Regions from separate parts of the Macaca fascicularis genome. Here region 1 is linked to region 2. Evidence: chromatin contacts called from public Hi-C data. All regions are on one chromosome and are shown on one strand. Each heading gives the region's core, a stretch centred on a gene start, on an enhancer-like site or on the middle of the called end of the contact. The rest is flanking DNA. Distances are from core to core; before and after follow the strand shown. Region 1 holds the start of ATG12 (autophagy related 12). Region 2 holds the start of TMED7 (transmembrane p24 trafficking protein 7).

Region 1 (5,678 bases), core at 2,054-4,553, 220 kb before region 2:
GTCTTAGAGACCTCTTAAAACAGAAACAGCTGAGTAACAGGTATTCCATCACTACTTTTATGCTAAAGGCAGAAATTCGTAAAACCTCTAGTTAGTGAAGGACTACATTTTAAAAGACAGACGGAAACTCAGGAAGTCAATTCTAATCCAAACTCTATCCCAAGCTAGGAGATTCTAAATAAATGCATTTAGCAAAGAGTTAGTTTTCTATGTTCAAGCCTCAGTGTTGACTGCTAAGAATGACACAAATATCTCTAAAATCTCATACGTTCCTTCAAGTATTCTATAGGATGGCTGCCACGAGGAATTACAGGCTGTGAACAAGAATATTGTGCCATAACAAAGATAAAAAATAAAATCCTAAAACACAAGAGGAGCCTTTGAGCAAGATCAAAGGCTTCACAGACTGTTTAGGTGACGTTTGTGCTGGGCCTAGAACAAGGGGTTGAATTTGTACACGTGGCAACGGAAAGGAAGGACATTCCAGGCAGCAAGAATAGAATGACGCCCTACACAGACACTTTCAACTCATGTTCCCTTACACAGTCTGCTCCTGCTATGTAGAAATTCCTGGGGTTCTTCCAACAGGCACTCTCTTCAGGGTTTTTGCATTTGCTGCTCCTTGTACCTGGGATGCTCTTCCCCTAGATATCTGGAAGGCTGCCTTTCTTACCTTGTTCAAGTCTTTGCTCAAATGCTACCTTCTCAGTGAGAACTTACCAGACTATCCTATTTTCAACTGTCATCCTCTCAGTCTCTAAGACTGTTCCGTGCTTTATTTTTTTTCCACAGCACTTAATACTATCTGGCATGCTATAATATAGCCTACTCCTTAATAGCTCTATCTATGTTTCTCAAGCAAGGGCAAAAGTTATCTGTTCATCTTCAGATTTTAAAACTGTTTCTGCATATGGTAGGCATGAATTAAATATCTGTCGACAAACTGATGGAATGAATGAATGAAAAAAAAATAACTGTCCTCAAAAAGGTTATGGTCTAGTGGAGGAAGCAAATATGTAAATAATCTTAAATTATTCCCGAAAGACAAAAAAAACCACACTCAGCAAAACCCAACTTATAGAAACTTAATACACAGAAACAACTTCTCATACTCCACTTATACATGGCCAGTGACCACCAGATTCTTCTTTATATATCTTCTAGCTCTCTGCCCTCAGTGGCACTGTCACTCATACCATGGCCAAAAATGCCACCAGAGCTGCCACTGCTGCCAGAACTGCCTCTTCCCACATTAACCGTCACTGCTACCTAGTGAGTGATGGTAAACAATACTTCTGTTCCACTTTTGGACAAGGGAAAGGCAGATTCCTGAGTTTCTAAATTAAATGCATTTTTCAGTAGATAGTTACATTCTATACTACACGAATAGTATACACTGATTATATGGATTAGCCAGAAAACCCACTGTTTTGAACATTGCTTAAGTTTAGATATGGAAAAATAATTTTTTGAATTGTTTCACTATTGCAACATACCTTTTTTATACTGCAAATGGATGACACTGGCAAAATGGTTATGAAAAAGATTCCTTCAATAAAGGCCGGTACTATCTTTTAACAAACAGGTAAAGTTAATGGCATTTTTTTCACTCGGGAGGATCAACTAGAATTTAAGCTGGATTACAGAATGATGTAGAATTTTTAAACAGACCATCAGTATTTAAGTTATACTAAATTAAAACCACACAGGAGTAGCAGAAAATATTCTTTATAGCTAGCAAAAGCAAAACAACTGAAAAAAAAATGAAGAATAAGCTCAAGATTTCTCACTTCAACTAACACCTCCACAGACTGCATTATCATTTTAGGCAAACTGACATTTTAACATTTACTTTGTAACGGCAAGATTGATTTCCATCTGGGACTTATCTGCATAAAAGTGTTAGCCTTGGCACAATTTCAAAATTGAATTGAAAGCTCATTTCTGGCTATAAGCAAAGTGCCACAATACCACACAACAGTTACACCTCACATTAATCCTACCACTGGGAACCCAATTTTATGTGTTTCAGCTAGTGAATTTTCGCTCAGATGAGCACATACCTCTATAAAACCCTTCCTCGATCATCAATAAATCACTTATCTCTACTACCTTAATGCCTCCTGCACTTGTCCATACTAAACAGTATTCACACATCTAAAAGAGAAGTTCTACAAATGCTACTATTCTTCATAAATAGAAAAAAACTATAAATGATGGCAAATTCCCATACGTGGAAAAATGCCAAACCAGAAGCTTAACTTTTAGGTATAGAACCTAAAACTTTTAGGTAAAGAATCATAACTTTTACGTATAGAACCACAGTTCCAATCACTCAACTACAAACGTCGCCGGTTACTTCGAGGGTAAATAATTTGCAGCCAGCTGCTAAAAGGCCTGATAAAAACATTAGGTCCTCACGTATCTTCCTCTTTAATAAGGAGGCACCTGAAAGTCACACTGGGCAGTCGGTCACGTATCGAAACATACAGGAGAGAGACTGTACAGAGCGTGCAGTTATCAAACGCAGGAAGCCAAAGTTCCTGCCCTATGAGAGGATTACAGTGAAAACCAGTAGCCCATCTGTCCAAAGAACAGAAAGAAGTCCACTTGCAAAGGCTGGGAGTCGGGGAAGGGGGGCGAGAAGAACAAGTCCCGCCCGGTCTTCCTCCTCCCGAGCTAACTGCAGCCGCGGGCGGCACAAGGCAGTCGCGCGGGATTGGCTCTTGGGGCCGGGGCGCAGGGCTCCGGGGCGCGGGTGGGCTGCCGCTGCCCGATCGGCGAGGGCCAGGCACCGGGAAGTCTCCAGGGCCTCGCCCGCGCAGCCGGGAAGGCACGCAGCCCACCGACGGGCGGAGGAACCGCCCGGGCAAAGCCACGTCGGTGGCTGACCGCGCGGCAGGGAGGTGGGCACCCCGTCCACACCCACCGGGAGGCTGACAGCCGGCGAGAGCCAGGCGGCCAGGATGGGAGAAGGGCCGCAGCGCGCCGGAGGGGGTCGCTCTGAGGAAGCCGCGCTGGGCGCTGCCCGTCGCCAACGACTCCCCCTCGCCCGGATCAGCAGCAGCTGGATACTCACGTAGGGTTGGTAGAACTTGGAGAGCCGCGGCTTCCCGTGGTTGTTGAAGATTAGGATCGCCTTAATCATGGCTGTGCCTGGCCGACCGGGTGGGCACTGGGGGCCAGGGCGGGGGCGGGCGCACGAGCCTCGCCTCGTAATCTCGCCGGCGATCCTTCCCCACCCGCCCCCTCCCGTACGCGCCCGCGCGCGCTCCCGTGTCGCCGGGCGGGGCCCGAGAGGCGGGGCCTGGGCGGGGCAGGCACTGAGGAAAGCGGAAACATTTGTAGGTCCGAGCCAGCGGCCCAACAGGGGAGTGTGCGCATTCGACCAAGCACGAAGACGTTGCCCACCTCTCCTTTACTGAGGTCTGTAGTCGCGGAGAAACACATGTTGCGTTATTAACGTTCAGAAGTCTGCCACAGCTTCGATTTGAATGACTTGCCAGGAACACCAAGTTTCACTGTGGAATTGGGTTCCCCTTCTCCGGCGCCTCCTTTGCTACGCTCTCTGGAGAAAAAGCACGCCCACTGCACGCGCTCAATCGCTACTTCCGTTCTCCAATCTCTCCAAGCAAGATGGCGGAGGAGCCGCAGTCCATGTTGCAGCTTCCTCCCTCAAGTGCTGCTGGAGGGGAAGGACCTACGGAGGTCTCCCCAGAAACAACCACCCCGGAGCCCCCGTCTTCCGCTGCAGTTTCCCCGGGAACAGAGGAACCTGCTGGCGACACCAAGAAAAAAAGTAACTGAATTTATTTCCGGGCAGAGAGGCGGGAGGTTCAGATTGCATCCGACTGGGGGTGGCGGCCAGTAAAGAAGCAAAATTTAGAGGAACTCCCGTCCTAGACCTGCATTTTGACTAGTCATCAGAAGAAGTGTACTTTTTGATTTTTAAGGCTTATGAGTTGAGTGTTAAAATACTATGTCTGTCGGTGTAGGTCCTGATACTTGGCTGCCACACCCCTTTCTATATTCTTTGAGTTGGCCAGACTGCAAGCTCTTTGAAGGAGGGAGGGAGCTGAGTGGGGGTTCTCGGTAATTCCAGGTACTTAACACAGGAGCTAATTATTTTAATAATGTTTTAAGGTGGTAGGGATGGTCACTGGCAAAGCCTGGATTAGAATTCACGCCTTCCGACTTACTCGCTTTTTTGGTTTTTTCCCCCTCCCAGTTGGTTGTGAATTCGCTCCTTAAACCAAAAACCAAATTCTTACGCAAAATGAAGACTGCTAAGGGAAAGCTAAAGGCATAGATGTTACCTTTTTAAGAAACACATTTTGGAACCTTTTTGAGTTATTTCATTGCTTGAACCAGCTATCCTCAACCCTTTATTGTTTGAGAATGTTTTCCTTTGTAAAAGAGATTTCCAAGGTTACGTGTTCTAAAGCACTCTCTAGAGTTAGAGTTGCCTATGAGAAAAGCAGCATATAAGCATCCTCGATTCAGAGAGGCTGATTTTGTCCATAGACAAGTTTTCCGCGTTCAGTCTTAAGATGACAGTGGTCTCTGGCAGGGCGCGGTGGCTCAGGCCTGTAAATCCCAGCACTTTGGGAGGCCGAGGCGGGTGGATCACCTGAGGTCAAGAGTTCGAGACCAGCCTGGCCAACATGGTGAGACTCCGTTTTTACTAAAAATATAAAAATTAGCTGGGCGTGGTGGCGCGCGCCGGTAATCCCAGCTACTCGGGAGGCTGAAGCAGGAGAGTCGCTTGAACACACGAGGCGGAGGTGGCAGTGAGCGGAGGTCGCGCTGTTGCACTCCAGCCTAGACAACAAGAGCGAACTCCACCTCAAAAAAAAAAAAAAAAAAAAAAGACATTGGTCTCATTGCCTTTTCTTCAACTTCTGCTGCTGTGGAGGATAATTCTCTCCCAAGACTGCCCCCCTCCCCCTTTAAGTCAGACTCCCATTTCCACGTGATGCACTGTGAGACTTTTCATGGATAGCCGCTAGAATCTTTCTTCAAAAGAATTCCGCAGGTTTTACAGTTTTTTGTTGCGTTTTTTCTTCCAATGTACTATAGGCAAGAGCGGACTTTCCGAGATTCGTTTTAAGGTCTAACAGTCTTAGTCAAAAGCTTATTACTTGACCCTGATGATAGCTGTGTGAAAAGCTAAAAAAACAGTGGCTTACAATCGAAATATTGCTCGAGGGCATATTTTCTTGGTCTGAACAGTATTTTTTGCAAATTGAACTGTCATTTAAGGATCAGATTTTTATTTTCTGGCTCTTGTTAGCATTTGAGTTTGCCTCTCCAATATAAAACTTTCTATTCCTAACCTATTTCTAACTATTCCTACCTTGAGGTTGTCATCATTTGTTGAGGATAATCTGATGAAAGCAGCTTAACTGTTTTGTATCCTCAGCCTTTGTTTTAATCTACAGAAGAAAGATTGTTGAAACAGACCAAGGTTTTGGCACTGGCGGTATGTTAGGTTACCTGGGGAGTAAGTGTTTTCCTAGTTGATTCTAATGTGTATCCGGGGTTCAAAACTACAGGCAAATTACCTTTAAAATTAAAAAGAGAGGGCAACTGTAATTAAATTATTTTCCTTCTCTAGTTTCTCACTGTCTTACACTTCTTCCTGAGGTAGCATAACTCATGATATTTTCTGCTTCACT
Region 2 (5,035 bases), core at 1,420-3,919:
ACATCTTACATGGCAAAAGCACATCTTACATGGCAGCAGGCAAGACAGCGTGTTCAGGGGAACTGCCCTTTATAAAACCATCAGATCTCATGTAGCTAACTACCTGTTACAAACATGAACAATGCATTATACGTGCATTATATGTTTATAAACACGATTGGTACATTATAAACACGAATACTGTTTTATGGGAAACATAAACAAATGGGAAAAACCTGCCCCCATGATTCAATTACCTCCCACCTGGTCTCTCCCATGATACATGGGGATTATGGGAACTACAATAAAACCATCAGATCTTATGAGACTTACTCACTATCAGGAGAACAGCATGGGAAAAACTTGCCCCCATGATTCAATTACCTCCCACTGGGTCCCTTCCATGACATGTGGGGATTATGGGAACTACAATTCAAGATGAGATTTGGGTGGAGACACAGCCAAACCATACCATAAGAATAACAGTCTTTAGATTTAGGGCCCACCCTAAATCCCAGGATGACCTCATCTTGAGGTCCTTAACTTAATTACATCTGTGAAAAGCCCTATTTCCAAATAAAATCATATTCACGGAGTGGAGGGGTTGAAACTTTGAACATGTATTTTTTAGGGGGACACAATGCAACTCACCGCACACATTTACATAAATAACACCTTTTAATAAAAATATTTTCCAAATAAAAATTTAGCAAGAAGAGTGACCTTATTTTCATAAATCTTTCATAATCTAGATTTACAGAAGAAGCTGGGTGCTCATTTCCTTTGATATTCACTCTGTTGTGCTGTTTTGGTTGAAATATATAATGAAAATCCAGCTTCACACAGATCATTACATACCCTCTGACAGCGTTTCAAGAGGCCTCTGGGGGTCTTCAGAGCAACACTTGAGAACCACTGCTCTAAAGCATATACTCTATAAATATATGTAAAGTGAAATTTCCAGGCGGTGGCTATATATTCCAGGCTATATATATATATATATATGCACACACACACTGAATATAGGTGTGTGTGTTATGTGTATACATATATTCTACCTTATTAGATAACAGCACATTGTTTTCCAACTTAATTAACCAATTTGCTTTTTCACTAGCAGTGTATAAGAGGTTTTGTGGCTCTGTAAGTTGACCAATATCTGTTACTGTTACACTTAAAATTTTTGCCTATCTAGCAGTATGTAATGTATTGCATTGTGATTTTAATCGTATTCATCCTTTTGTGTCTGTTTGTTTGTATTACCATTTGATGTATGAAGAAACTGAGGTTTATTTAGAAGATCAATGTTACTTGTCCCGGGTCACATAATTAGTAAATAAGAACCCATGTTTTCTCTTTTCGAATTCAGATTTCTTCCTACTCACTAAGACAAATAATGCTTCGGTTTCTGGCCCATTTCTCAGGAAGGCTCAACCTTCCCCAGATCCCCACCCAATAACTAAGAACCTTGACTTCAAATCTTCTCCCCTCATTTCCCCACTGTGGAGACTTTGGGCACTTCAGGCGGCTGGAGGACTGCACAGCAGCCCTGCATCTTCCTCCCTTCATACCCCACTACCCACTCACCCCTACTCTCACCCTCTCATTTCCCTGTCTGACTGCTTTCTATCTGCCTCTATTTCCTTTTCATAAAACCCTCTACTCATCTTCTGCTGACTAGACCCTCATCTAATCATTTAAAAAGGAATAATATCTAATTCGTGTGTATAATGTATGAGAAAATGTATAATGCACTATAAGAATCATCACCTGTTAGCTGTTATTATTACTTATTAATACTATTATTTTTAAGCACTTCAACACAAATCAGTGGTGTGATCATAGGCAGTTACTCAATGTTTTTGATACTCAATTTTCTCATCAGTGAAAAGGCGTAATAATACCTTATGAGGTTGTTTGAAGGATGGAATGACATAATATATGTAATGTGCTCAGCACAGTGCTTGATGATAAGGCGTGCTCGAAGACGTTTAATTTATGTAACAAAAATTCATCTAGTGCTTGCTATGTACCAACCACTTCTAAGTAGTTTTTCCAAATATTGAAACTTTGTAATAATTCTCTATGGTAGGTGTTATTATCTCCATTCTACAGACACAGACTGAGGCAGAGAGTTTAAGCAAGTGGCCGGACGTCACAGCCAGTACATGGCAAAACTCCTGCAGTCTGCTCTTAGAATTCGCACTCCTTGTCCAGCTCCTGTCCAAATATTTATTATTACTTATGAGAAAACTCTGCAAATTGCAGAGGGCTCTACCACCAAAGATTAGCACCCTAGGGCAAAATGAGCCCTTTACCACTCCCTCGATGCTCCCCAGCGCTAAGTTCCCAGCGGAGGTTGCAGTGAACCCAGATGGCGCCACTGCACTCCAGCCTGGGTGACAGGGCGAGACTCTTGTCTCAAAAAAAAAAAAAAAAAAGCGAGTGAGTGGAGCGTAATTACCCTCGCCAATAGCCTGTAACCACCGCGGCCGCCACTCCCCTTTTCCTGGCCTCGCTCCTCTCCACCCACGACTCTGGCCCCGCCCCTCGTCCCAGGCTGCGACGGAAGAAGAGCCAACGCCTCGCGGGCTTCCACGTACGCACTCTAACGCCTGTCCCCGGAGGAGAACACATCCGGGTCACGGGAGCCGGTGTCTCAGGCTCCGCCCCTTCCCCCCCAAGGGCTAATCCCCACTTCCGACCCTCATAGTCCTTTTCCGCTTCTCTTTCACCTCTCCTGGTGCGCCCCTCTGCGCCCCTCATAGGAACCCGGAGGGTAGCTCTGATCCCGAATCTCCCACAGGCGCGAACCTGCTCTGCCGTGTATCTTTGCGGGGCGGCCTGCGCTGAGGCCTGCCGCGCACGGTGAGTCCGCGCAGAACTGACCCTGCGTCTTGCAGCTCGGTTGAGGCCGCCGACTTCTCGGGATGCCGCGGCCGGGGTCCGCGCAGCGCTGGGCGGCCGCCGCGGGCCGTTGGGGCTGCGGGCTGCTCGCACTGCTGCTGCTGGTGCCTGGACCCGGAGGCGCCTCTGAGATCACCTTCGAGCTTCCTGACAACGCCAAGCAGTGCTTCTACGAGGACATCGCTCAGGGCACCAAGTGCACCCTGGAGTTCCAGGTATCAGGGGCCTAGCAGTCCCTGGGCCCCAACTCGCGGCTCCAGGGTTGGGGGTGTAAGTTGAGGGATGGCACTTTCCTGTCCGTGTTAACCCGTTCTTAGGCTAATTCAAAAATCGCTTCCAGGTAGCTGATGCCCAGCATTTGACTTTCCTCTAATAAACCTGGAGTGAGAGATGTTAAGACCGGATGTTAAAATGTATGAATTCCAGAAATGCTCCCTCTAGCATTTCTTTCCATTCTCATATTTAAGGCCTATTGAACTTCCTTCCTTAAAATATTCCCTTAAAGAAAATCATTTATATTCTATAGTACCCAGTGTCAACTCTCTAATCCACACTTCCAATTTAATTGAATTTGAAGTATTTTATTATACTACCTTCCAGAGACTGAGTTTGACCTCTGAGAGCTTGTATAGACATATATAGTCATAAAATGTTAAATGCAACAATAAAGGTACACACTAGGTATAGTGCTGGCAGAAGACAGAAGGATCATTGGGAAATTTAGCTGAGGAGCTGATATTAGAGCTGAGTCTGCAAGGTAAGTAGCCGTTGTTCGACAAGGCAGCAGAGGAGAGAAGAAGGGGCCCTAGGCAGATATGTTCATGACAGTTCCAGCAGGCCTGAAATTAGCCTGAACTATATTGCTAACATTTGTGCATGACAGTGAAATACACTGAATAATAATAGTTTTGTGACTATAGTTACATATATTGTCACAAAACTATATATTATTAGCTTTAATGTAAAGCTATTATAATAGCTTTGTGACTGTGAGTCCAAGGGCTTTGGGGGCAGTTTGTACCAGTTTGTCAACATTATTTATTGGTAACAGTGAGATTGATGATTTGCTCCTGGTCTTGGTGAGACCACACCCCCAACACAGAGCTCTGTTGTTGAGACTAGCTTCATAGCAGGAATATGCCTATGTGACCAGCGAAATATTTAAAAATGTGGTCAAGACTCCATTTTGTGTTCCTTGGTTCCAGGGTGTTTTGTTTGCACACTTGGGTGGTTCCAGATCTGAGCGAGTATGTGTCTGGCCACAGACCTAACAGAGGGAAGACAAAGGAGCCCACACCTGACCTTTTCAGACCTCTTGCTGTGAGACAGCCTTTGGCTGTGATGTTTTATATTCTTTTCCTTTTGGGACTCTTTTCAGTCCCAAGTTAAATTCTTAACCACTTTATTATACTACCTCCCAGAGACTGACTCTGACCTCAGAGAGCTTACATAGACATATATAGTAATATAATATAAACTGTAGATTTATGACATTATAACATACAGTAATAAACTGTAGATTTGCAAACACTGTCATTTTGAGCCCTGTGATTCTTCTTTAGCAAACCCTGTTGAACTGCACCGTCAGTGCAGATGTAAAGCAAAGACTTGTTCAGAGAATTTCTGGTAGTGTGGCATTTTGGGAACATAGAATGAGTAAGGCTGTGAATAAAAGAGGTTCTGAAGCTACCTGGGAGGAAGAACAGTGAATAGTATACCATTGTTAACAGGTTTCGATTTTTCTGCAGGCCACAGGTAATTATCAAAAAGTTTTTAAGTGATTGCTCAGTGGGGAATGAGGAAGGATGAGGAGATTGGCACCCCTCCTTCCCAGGAGACATTTGGCATCATGTTAGAAGGGCAGCTACCTGCATCTAGTAGGTAGAGACCAGGTATGCTGCTTAACGTGCTGTAGTGCACAGGACAGTACAGGGTCCTACAACACAGAATTATTCAGCTCAAAATGGGAATAATGCCAAGGTTGAGAAACCCTGAGTTAGAGGGAGAAGATATTGGGTAGTGGGAAGACCTTTTAGGAAGTTGTGGCAATAGTCCTGTCTGGATTGTGGTTTAGGAATGCGATGAATTTGAGAGGGCAAAAAGATTGAGAGATTTGTGTGATCGTATGGATAGATAGGGACACTTGGTT

Evidence for each region. A called contact is a pair of places that touch in the nucleus more often than the background predicts.
Region 1: a contact with region 2 is called in a Hi-C map of liver, with 4 times the contacts expected there. The contact joins the promoter of ATG12 here to the promoter of TMED7 in region 2. A contact is called at or near these places in 2 of 2 Hi-C or Micro-C datasets (liver and skeletal muscle).

The regions. Positions count from the first base shown.
Region 1 is chr6:122,429,305-122,434,982 of T2T-MFA8v1.1, reverse strand. It overlaps ATG12 (autophagy related 12), which reads left to right and starts at 3,303. Exons shown (of 5, transcript XM_045394124.2): 1 at 3,303-3,575; 2 at 3,577-3,799. The coding sequence starts at 3,495. It overlaps AP3S1 (adaptor related protein complex 3 subunit sigma 1), which reads right to left and starts at 3,252. Exons shown (of 5, transcript XM_073994080.1): 1 at 3,080-3,252. The coding sequence starts at 3,148.
Region 2 is chr6:122,206,647-122,211,681 of T2T-MFA8v1.1, reverse strand. TMED7 (transmembrane p24 trafficking protein 7) reads left to right here and starts at 2,669. Exons shown (of 3, transcript XM_005557548.5): 1 at 2,669-3,101. The coding sequence starts at 2,910.